Regions from separate parts of the Mus musculus genome. Here region 2 is linked to region 1. Evidence: chromatin contacts called from public HiChIP or PLAC-seq data. All regions are on one chromosome and are shown on one strand. Each heading gives the region's core, a stretch centred on a gene start, on an enhancer-like site or on the middle of the called end of the contact. The rest is flanking DNA. Distances are from core to core; before and after follow the strand shown. Region 1 has its middle 45 kb from the start of Gm30073. Region 2 overlaps Dram1 (DNA-damage regulated autophagy modulator 1).

Region 1 (3,468 bases), core at 602-3,101:
AGCCTCAGATCTGTTCACTGATAATGTATTTGTCTACTGAGGTTATACCTCTGCTATCAGATTAGAATTTCCAGAAAGACAAAGATTGGGATTTCCCTTCATAATAAAGGGCTGGTTCTGGTACGAGACCAGGAAATGTAGTGTGTGAGAAATGTGTTTAGTTGCTTACTGATTCTCTGACCATGCACAGTTTTGTAAGAAGATACACGATTCACTCATGCTTTCACATTTAAGAAATTAAGTTTAGGGGTTGGTTGAACATCCTCAGTGGACATGATCCCTATTTGGGGTGGGTGGAGTGGCATAGCTCTGAGATCCCAGTTGTGGTTCATACTATGTGCTTGCTCTTGAATAACTACAGATCTAAAGCTAAGTCAAAACATAACATGTGGGAATTGAGCACAGCGGCCAATTTCTAGTTTCTATCTGTCAGATTTTGGAACACTACACCATGAGAACATAAGCTCTGAACTCCCCAAAGAAGCCTAGAGGATCACCAAGCTAATCAACAAAGCAGAACTGGCTTGGTGCATAGAAGGGGATACATCCTGGGGAATTTGCCTGAATATATGGAGTAAGCAGCTCTGCTGCTTTCAAAGAGGCCAAGGGAAACAAATAGGGCTGGATTTGGGGTTATATGAAATGAGACCATGTCAGAGACATAAATCACTGGGGAAATGTTTCAAATCCAAGGTAAACCGTCACCAACTGTTCTCTGTCTGGACAGCTCACCCTCCAGGAGATCTGTATTTACTCAAGGGCAAATGAAGACCAAGGTCAGACACAGGACCTGGAATTAAATCTTTAAATCACAGCTTGCTCCAAACCTAAGCTAAGTATTAGAATCAAGGCAAATACAAGTCTCCTATCTGAAATATGTCAGCCTTGAGTAGAACAAATTAAGTTCACTGAAATAATATAAAACTTAGTTTTAAACAACTTCGTTTTAGACTGAATGGAACCTTCACTTTGAAATGTGAAGAGGGTCCTACATGGATGGAATCCACTTGCCAACACCAAACTGACACTGAGCAATGTTCAAAATCGGTAGGATACACAAAGACCTTTTGTATGCATCGCCTAATTTGACCCTCTCAGCTACCTTGTGAAAGTAGGTTGCTGTCTCAACTGCAGCATCCTGAATCCACAAGAGGTTAAAGAGTTTCAAAACTTTACTAGCGAACAAAGGGTGGTGCAAGCAAGCATAGTCACCAAGTAAATGCAAGTTTAGTGCTCTTGCTGATGGGTGTGGAATACAGTTGGCAAAATGGAAGGAATATAACTAGGACGCATAGCCTCAAGGAATATCAATGAGGATGATAATAAATATTTAAATGTAAGAAACTCTCAAGATGTCCAAAAATTATATTTTTCCAATGGCATTAAAATATGAGAAAAAAACATATGTGATGCTGAATTAAGGATTCCAAGATGTGATATAAAAGAAATAACCTTCTTCGAACCCATAACCTAAAGCAATATATATTGACATAGGATGAATATAACCCTGCCGATATACTTTTATTTTTAATCTTGCAGATTTACAAATAGTTTAGAAAGATGTGAGGTGACATGGGTGTGACATTGCCAAGCTGAAGTTCAAATCAGTTTCATTGCCTCATGGAGCTTTATGATCGGGAGCGGTAGGAAGAAAGCCAGGTTTTGGGTGTGACACTTGTGACATCTTCCAAGGTTTCTTGGTAGGAGTCTCTAAGGAGTGGAGAAATCATTTGTTGCATGATGTGAGCCATAGTTTAAGTTACTCTTTGGGGAACTTTAAACCAGTAGATCTTCATGTTGATATATGTGTGACTACTAAACACACTGCAATAAAAATAGAATTCTGGGTAACAGAGAAGGAAGTGAAAATGCCACATCAGGCATTTTATATGTATTACCTAAAGCTGGACACAACATGTCAAGACTAAATGGAATTTTCTAAACGATTTTGGGAATTCCCCATGCTTTATGAGCCATGTTAGACTTGAAAGAGGCTCTTTCTGTCTTATGACCTTCAGGACTCCCAGGAAACCTGTCTCAGTCTCAGCATCAGCTCTACCAAGGACCAGAGGGATGGAAACTCTGCCTGGGTCATGGGAATGTAGAATCAGCTGTGTTAGAAAAAGCACAAAACACTGGTTAAATAGGGGGGATATGAAGGAAGGCTTTCTTCCAACCTGAAGACAAATGATGATTTAAATCTAGCAGTTAAGTATGTATTATGTGAAAATGCTGGCTTTATCAGGCATGTTCTTCCAGACTCTTATCCCGTGGTGAAATAAATCTGAGAAATTCTGAATATTAAATAGTCCTTCTAAAGACTCACAACAGACATCAACACAGTGTTGTCTAATACAGTGTTGTTTAGGTCCTACAATGTACAGAGACACCTATCTCATTTTAACATTTAAGTTGGCAGAATGGGCTTCAAATCTGGTAAATCTTGAAGTCTGTATTCTTAACTGTGCTGACATATTCCATTTTTTTTTTACTTTTTATTGAAAATATTCTTTTCTCATACAGCATATCCTAATCATAGTTTCCCTTTCCTCTATTCCTTCCAGTTTCTCCTCACCTCTCCTCCCATCCTGATCCACTCCCTCTCTGTCATGAGAAAAGACAGACTTCAAAGAGATAACAACCAGACCTGATGAAATAATCTGTAATGAGATGAAGCAAAAACTATCATATTGAAGGTGGAGAAGGCAATCCAATAGGAGGGGCAGAGCCCCAAAAGCAGACACAAGAGTCAGAGACTCACTCATTCTCATAGTCAGGAGTCCCTTAAAAATCCTAAGCTAATAGCTATAATATATACAGAGGATCTGGTGCAGAGCCATGTAGGCACTGTGACTGCTGTCTCTGTGAGCTCATATGCACCTTGCTTAGTTGATTCAGAGGGTCTTATTCTCCTGGTATCCTCCAGTCCCTCTGGCTCTCACAATTTTTTCTGCTTCCTCTTCCAAGGGATTTCCTAAGCTCTGAGGGGGGAGGATTTAATGGAAACCTCCCATTTAGACTCTCCACTCATAATTTCTGGCTGTGGGTCTCTGCATCTGTTCCACTCTTCTGTCAGAGGAAGATTCTCTGATGATGACTGAATAAGGCACTGATCTCTGAGTATAGCAGAAAATCAGTAAGAGGCATTTTATTGATTTTTAAGACTAGTAGTGTTTGGTTTTCCATGGGCTATCTAGTTTCTGGTTTCTGAGGTAGAGGGAGAGAATATAGGAACAGATGGATAGAGCTGGAAGGTATTGGGGGGAGATAGTATGGAAATCTAATATGGTGGAAACTTCCTAGAATGTCTGAAGTCAAATGTAATGAGGATTCCTAGCAATAGAGGATACAGTCTCAGCTGGCCATCTCTTGTCACCAGGCAAGGCTTCCAGTAATTGTACTGGGTTGTATTCATTTGAGTTGCTGGCTAAGAGGGTCCTATAGAAGGTTCCAAAGAACCCAGGATTC
Region 2 (3,468 bases), core at 548-3,047, 600 kb after region 1:
CTTGTCGCTTAGTATGCTAACTTTAAAATGATAGTAATAAATGATAAGCAATAGTGTTGCTTGTACATTATCATTAGTACAAGTAAAAGGATTCTTACTATCAAGGAAAGCTGTCTTCACGCTGGGTGTGGTTATGCATATCTTAACCCTGGCACTCAGGAGGCAGAGGCAGAGGCAGGCAGAACTCTGTGAGTTCAAGGGCCATCTGATCCACATATTGAGTTCCATGCCAGCCAGGGCTACATAGTGATACCCTGTCTTAAGAAAAGAAAAGTGAAAAAGAAAAGAAAAGAACTTCGTAAATCTGTCAGGTCTCTGATATCATATATTATATGGCAAGTAAATGTTGAGAAACGCATTCCACCTTTTGTGCAAGGGGAAGTCAAGAAAACTTATGGGTAAGTTTTTTTTATTTTCCTGTTCAAACTCAAATCTAATGATACCATCACACAAGGTCAGAGGGAGAGAAGCTGACCACCCATAGCTATCGCCATATATACTGAATCGGGGATTCAACCAAGCAAGAATCCAAAACACATTTTGAAATGCATGTGTACTGAATACCCTTGTCGCTATCCCCTAAACAATATTGTTCACGGGCTTTTTTCATAGTGTTTACCTTGTATCCTAAGTAATGTAGAGATGACTTAAAGTATACAGGATGCTGTGTGGGGTTGTAGGCAAACCCCAACACATTGAGCAGCCACTGACTTCAGTATCCTCAGATTCTTGCAACCTGAGGCTGTCTAGGAACCAGTCCTTCACAGATACTGAGGGATGTATTTGGGCGACATAGGTATATCTGGGTGCCTGATTCAAGAAACTGGGAATGTGAGAAGGCAGACCAGTTGCTTTCCAATCTAGCTGAGACCCACCTTTCTTATTCCCAAGCACTTCATTCTTTCATCACATGGCTTCCCAGAATGCTTGGTCCTGCCCTGGCCTCATCCACTTTACTGGTCTTCTTAAGGAGATATTCATGGTAGCAGCTGGATGAGAGTAAATAATGTTTCCTTTGCCCATGGTTTAGAAGCTGTTGAAGCCATCATACACACAGTAATTCCAAAACAAGGTGTAACTGGGAAATCAATTATGAGCACATTTCCTGTGTTTACATTTATATATGTTAAGCCAACTTTGGATGATTCCAAGAAATCTGAGGAACATACTCCAAACTAAATTTTTGCTAAGGCAGTGAACAATCACTTAATGCTGGAACAATACAAAGAACACATGCATGACTTTCCTAAGCATGGCCAAATGATTCTTTATCAGCAGATACATGTGATTTCCCATTATCTAAAGCCAGGGCTGATGGCTCAGTTGGGAGTGTAGATGCCCAGCACAAGGTGTATCATTCGTGTTCAGACTGAGGCTTATAAGTCTAAGGCCAGGTTCAGTGAGAGACTGTGTCTCAATGGAATAAGGCCTCTGGGTATATACACTGGCATTCACTGGCGTAGGCACCATATATGATAAATAACTAAATAAATATAAAAATAAAGGCAGTGGAGGAGTGGCTAAGAAAGACAGCTTGTGCCTGTAAATCCCAACACGGAGGCGCTAAAGCAGGAGGATCCGGAGTTAGAGGCCAGCCTAGGGAATTCTGTCTGCTTCCAAAAAGGCAAAAACTCCTGCCAGGACTGGGTTAGCTGTTAACGTTCAACCTTTCATCTCAACTTGAAAACAGGAGAGCTACACTTTAAAGACCTCTTGACATTTCAGTCTTTCGAGAACACACTAAAGAGCTGTCGTAAGCCGAACTCCTCAACAATGGCTCCAGAAGAGCCCGGAAAAACTCTAACCGCAAGCATGTAAGGCTGTGCTTGCAGGACAATGGGGAAATGCTTAAGGAGGCATTGTATAAGCCAGCAGGGGAGAGTTCCTAACCACGTCCATTGGTCGATTGAAATTAGTTTTAGATAGTTGTAAATGTTCAGCCTGTCTTCCTACTTGTAAAGCCTTGGGCAAGTCACTTTTTAAAGAATTCTCTCTCTCTCTCTCTCTCTCTCTCTCTCCCTCTCTCTCTCTCCCTCTCTCTCTCTCCCTCTCTCTCTCTCTCCCTCTCTCTCTCTCCCTCTCTCTCTCTCTCTCCCTCTCTCTCTCCCTCCCACCCCCCTCTCTCCCTCAAGTAACAATACTAACTACTTTGTGTTGGGTCTTTTGTTTTTATTTTGAAAGCTGTGTCTCATTCTGTAACCCTGTCTCAATAGGCTTTCACTATAGAGACTAGGCTGGCCTTGAACTGACAGTAATCCACCTCCCCCTGCCTCTCATGTGCTGAGATTATAAGTACAAGCCACCACACTCAATTTTTCCTTAAGACAGGCTCGTGCTATGTAGCCTAGGCCGGCTTCAGATTCACAGGGATTCACCTGCCTGTGCCTCCCCAGCGCTGTGATGAAAGACATTAAGCCGCATCCTGCCGTGTTTTTGATTTTGAAATTAAAAACCGGATCAACCTTTTTATGTCATTTACTCTGCAACTCTGGATCCCACTTTAAAGTGTCTGAATTCTACAGGTAGCCCAATTTTCTGCCACTTGTTTATTGAGCAGGAATTAGGGTCATGAGGAACAACATAGGTGGTTAAATGCTGCATAATCTATTGAGCAAAACCAGACTCCTCGTAAACAGTCCTTACAAAAGGCCTGGCTGGGACCCAGAACCAACAAAACTGTGGAGTTTTGGTGTGGAGGATCATGTGTGAGATACAAGCACACTTCCAAGGTAGGGCACCCTTTAAGAAGGTAGCCTAGAGGTTGTGGATGGAAGCCCATATGGATAAACTGATACCCCAGAACCTAGAGAAGGAAAAGACACGCTCCAAATTAAGCCTGGTTGGCTGTGCTTGAGAATGTGGGTGTGGCCTAATCCCGTGAGGGTGGCTTTTATTTATTCTTGGTTTTGATGCGCTCGCATTAAATGGGCTCACAATGCACACACACACACACACACACACACGCATGTTATATGACTCCAACGTTCTACAAGTAGCTGGTGTCTGATTTCATGTTGTAAATTTAAGAGTAGGGTAGAGAGCCAATTTGTTTAAAATATTAAAAACACAGGGGGAAAATATGCCAGTAATATTTTTATAATGTCTTACTGACCTCAGTGGCCCTCTGCAACAAACATTTTTTATGAGTCTCTTTATTTGAGAGGCTGGTGATTACTCTAGGACCTGGTGCATGCTAACATTTCCTTTTTTTGTTTTCTTTTCTTGAGACAGTGTCTCAAGTATGTTGTCCTGTCAGTCCTGCCGCTTGCTATGTAAACCAGGCTGGCCTTGAACTCACAAGCTGAAGTCTTCCTATCTATCTCAGGTCCCCCCTCAGACCTGAATCAGTATCTTGCCTCTGCCCCTGGAGTGCGGAGATAAAGTACCACACTAGCATATCCAGCTTCCGATTAATCTTCAGGCAAGCTGATACAAGTGTGTATTCTTTCTCTCCATTGTTGCTAACTA

What was found. HiChIP or PLAC-seq counts read pairs in DNA pulled down with a chosen protein or histone mark.
Region 2: a contact with region 1 is called in an H3K4me3 HiChIP or PLAC-seq map of bone marrow-derived macrophages, with 4 times the contacts expected there. The contact joins two enhancer-like sites. A contact is called at or near these places in 1 of 39 promoter capture datasets (embryonic stem cells), 2 of 115 datasets of contacts at active chromatin or transcription factors (bone marrow-derived dendritic cells and bone marrow-derived macrophages) and 1 of 9 other capture datasets (macrophages).

The regions. Positions count from the first base shown.
Region 1 is chr10:87,751,815-87,755,282 of GRCm38.p6, forward strand. No RefSeq gene overlaps it. Among named protein-coding and RNA genes, the nearest start is that of Gm30073, 45 kb to the right of the region's middle. Within about 2 kb of position 1,852, at least 10 of the 459 cell types and tissues checked have an H3K27ac peak or open chromatin away from gene starts, as enhancers often do. A contact at or near this core is called in bone marrow-derived macrophages, where this site is marked.
Region 2 is chr10:88,348,219-88,351,686 of GRCm38.p6, forward strand. The region is part of intron 1 of Dram1 (DNA-damage regulated autophagy modulator 1); the gene reads right to left. Among named protein-coding and RNA genes, the nearest start is that of Dram1, 7.1 kb to the right of the region's middle. Within about 2 kb of position 1,798, at least 35 of the 459 cell types and tissues checked have an H3K27ac peak or open chromatin away from gene starts, as enhancers often do. A contact at or near this core is called in bone marrow-derived macrophages, where this site is marked.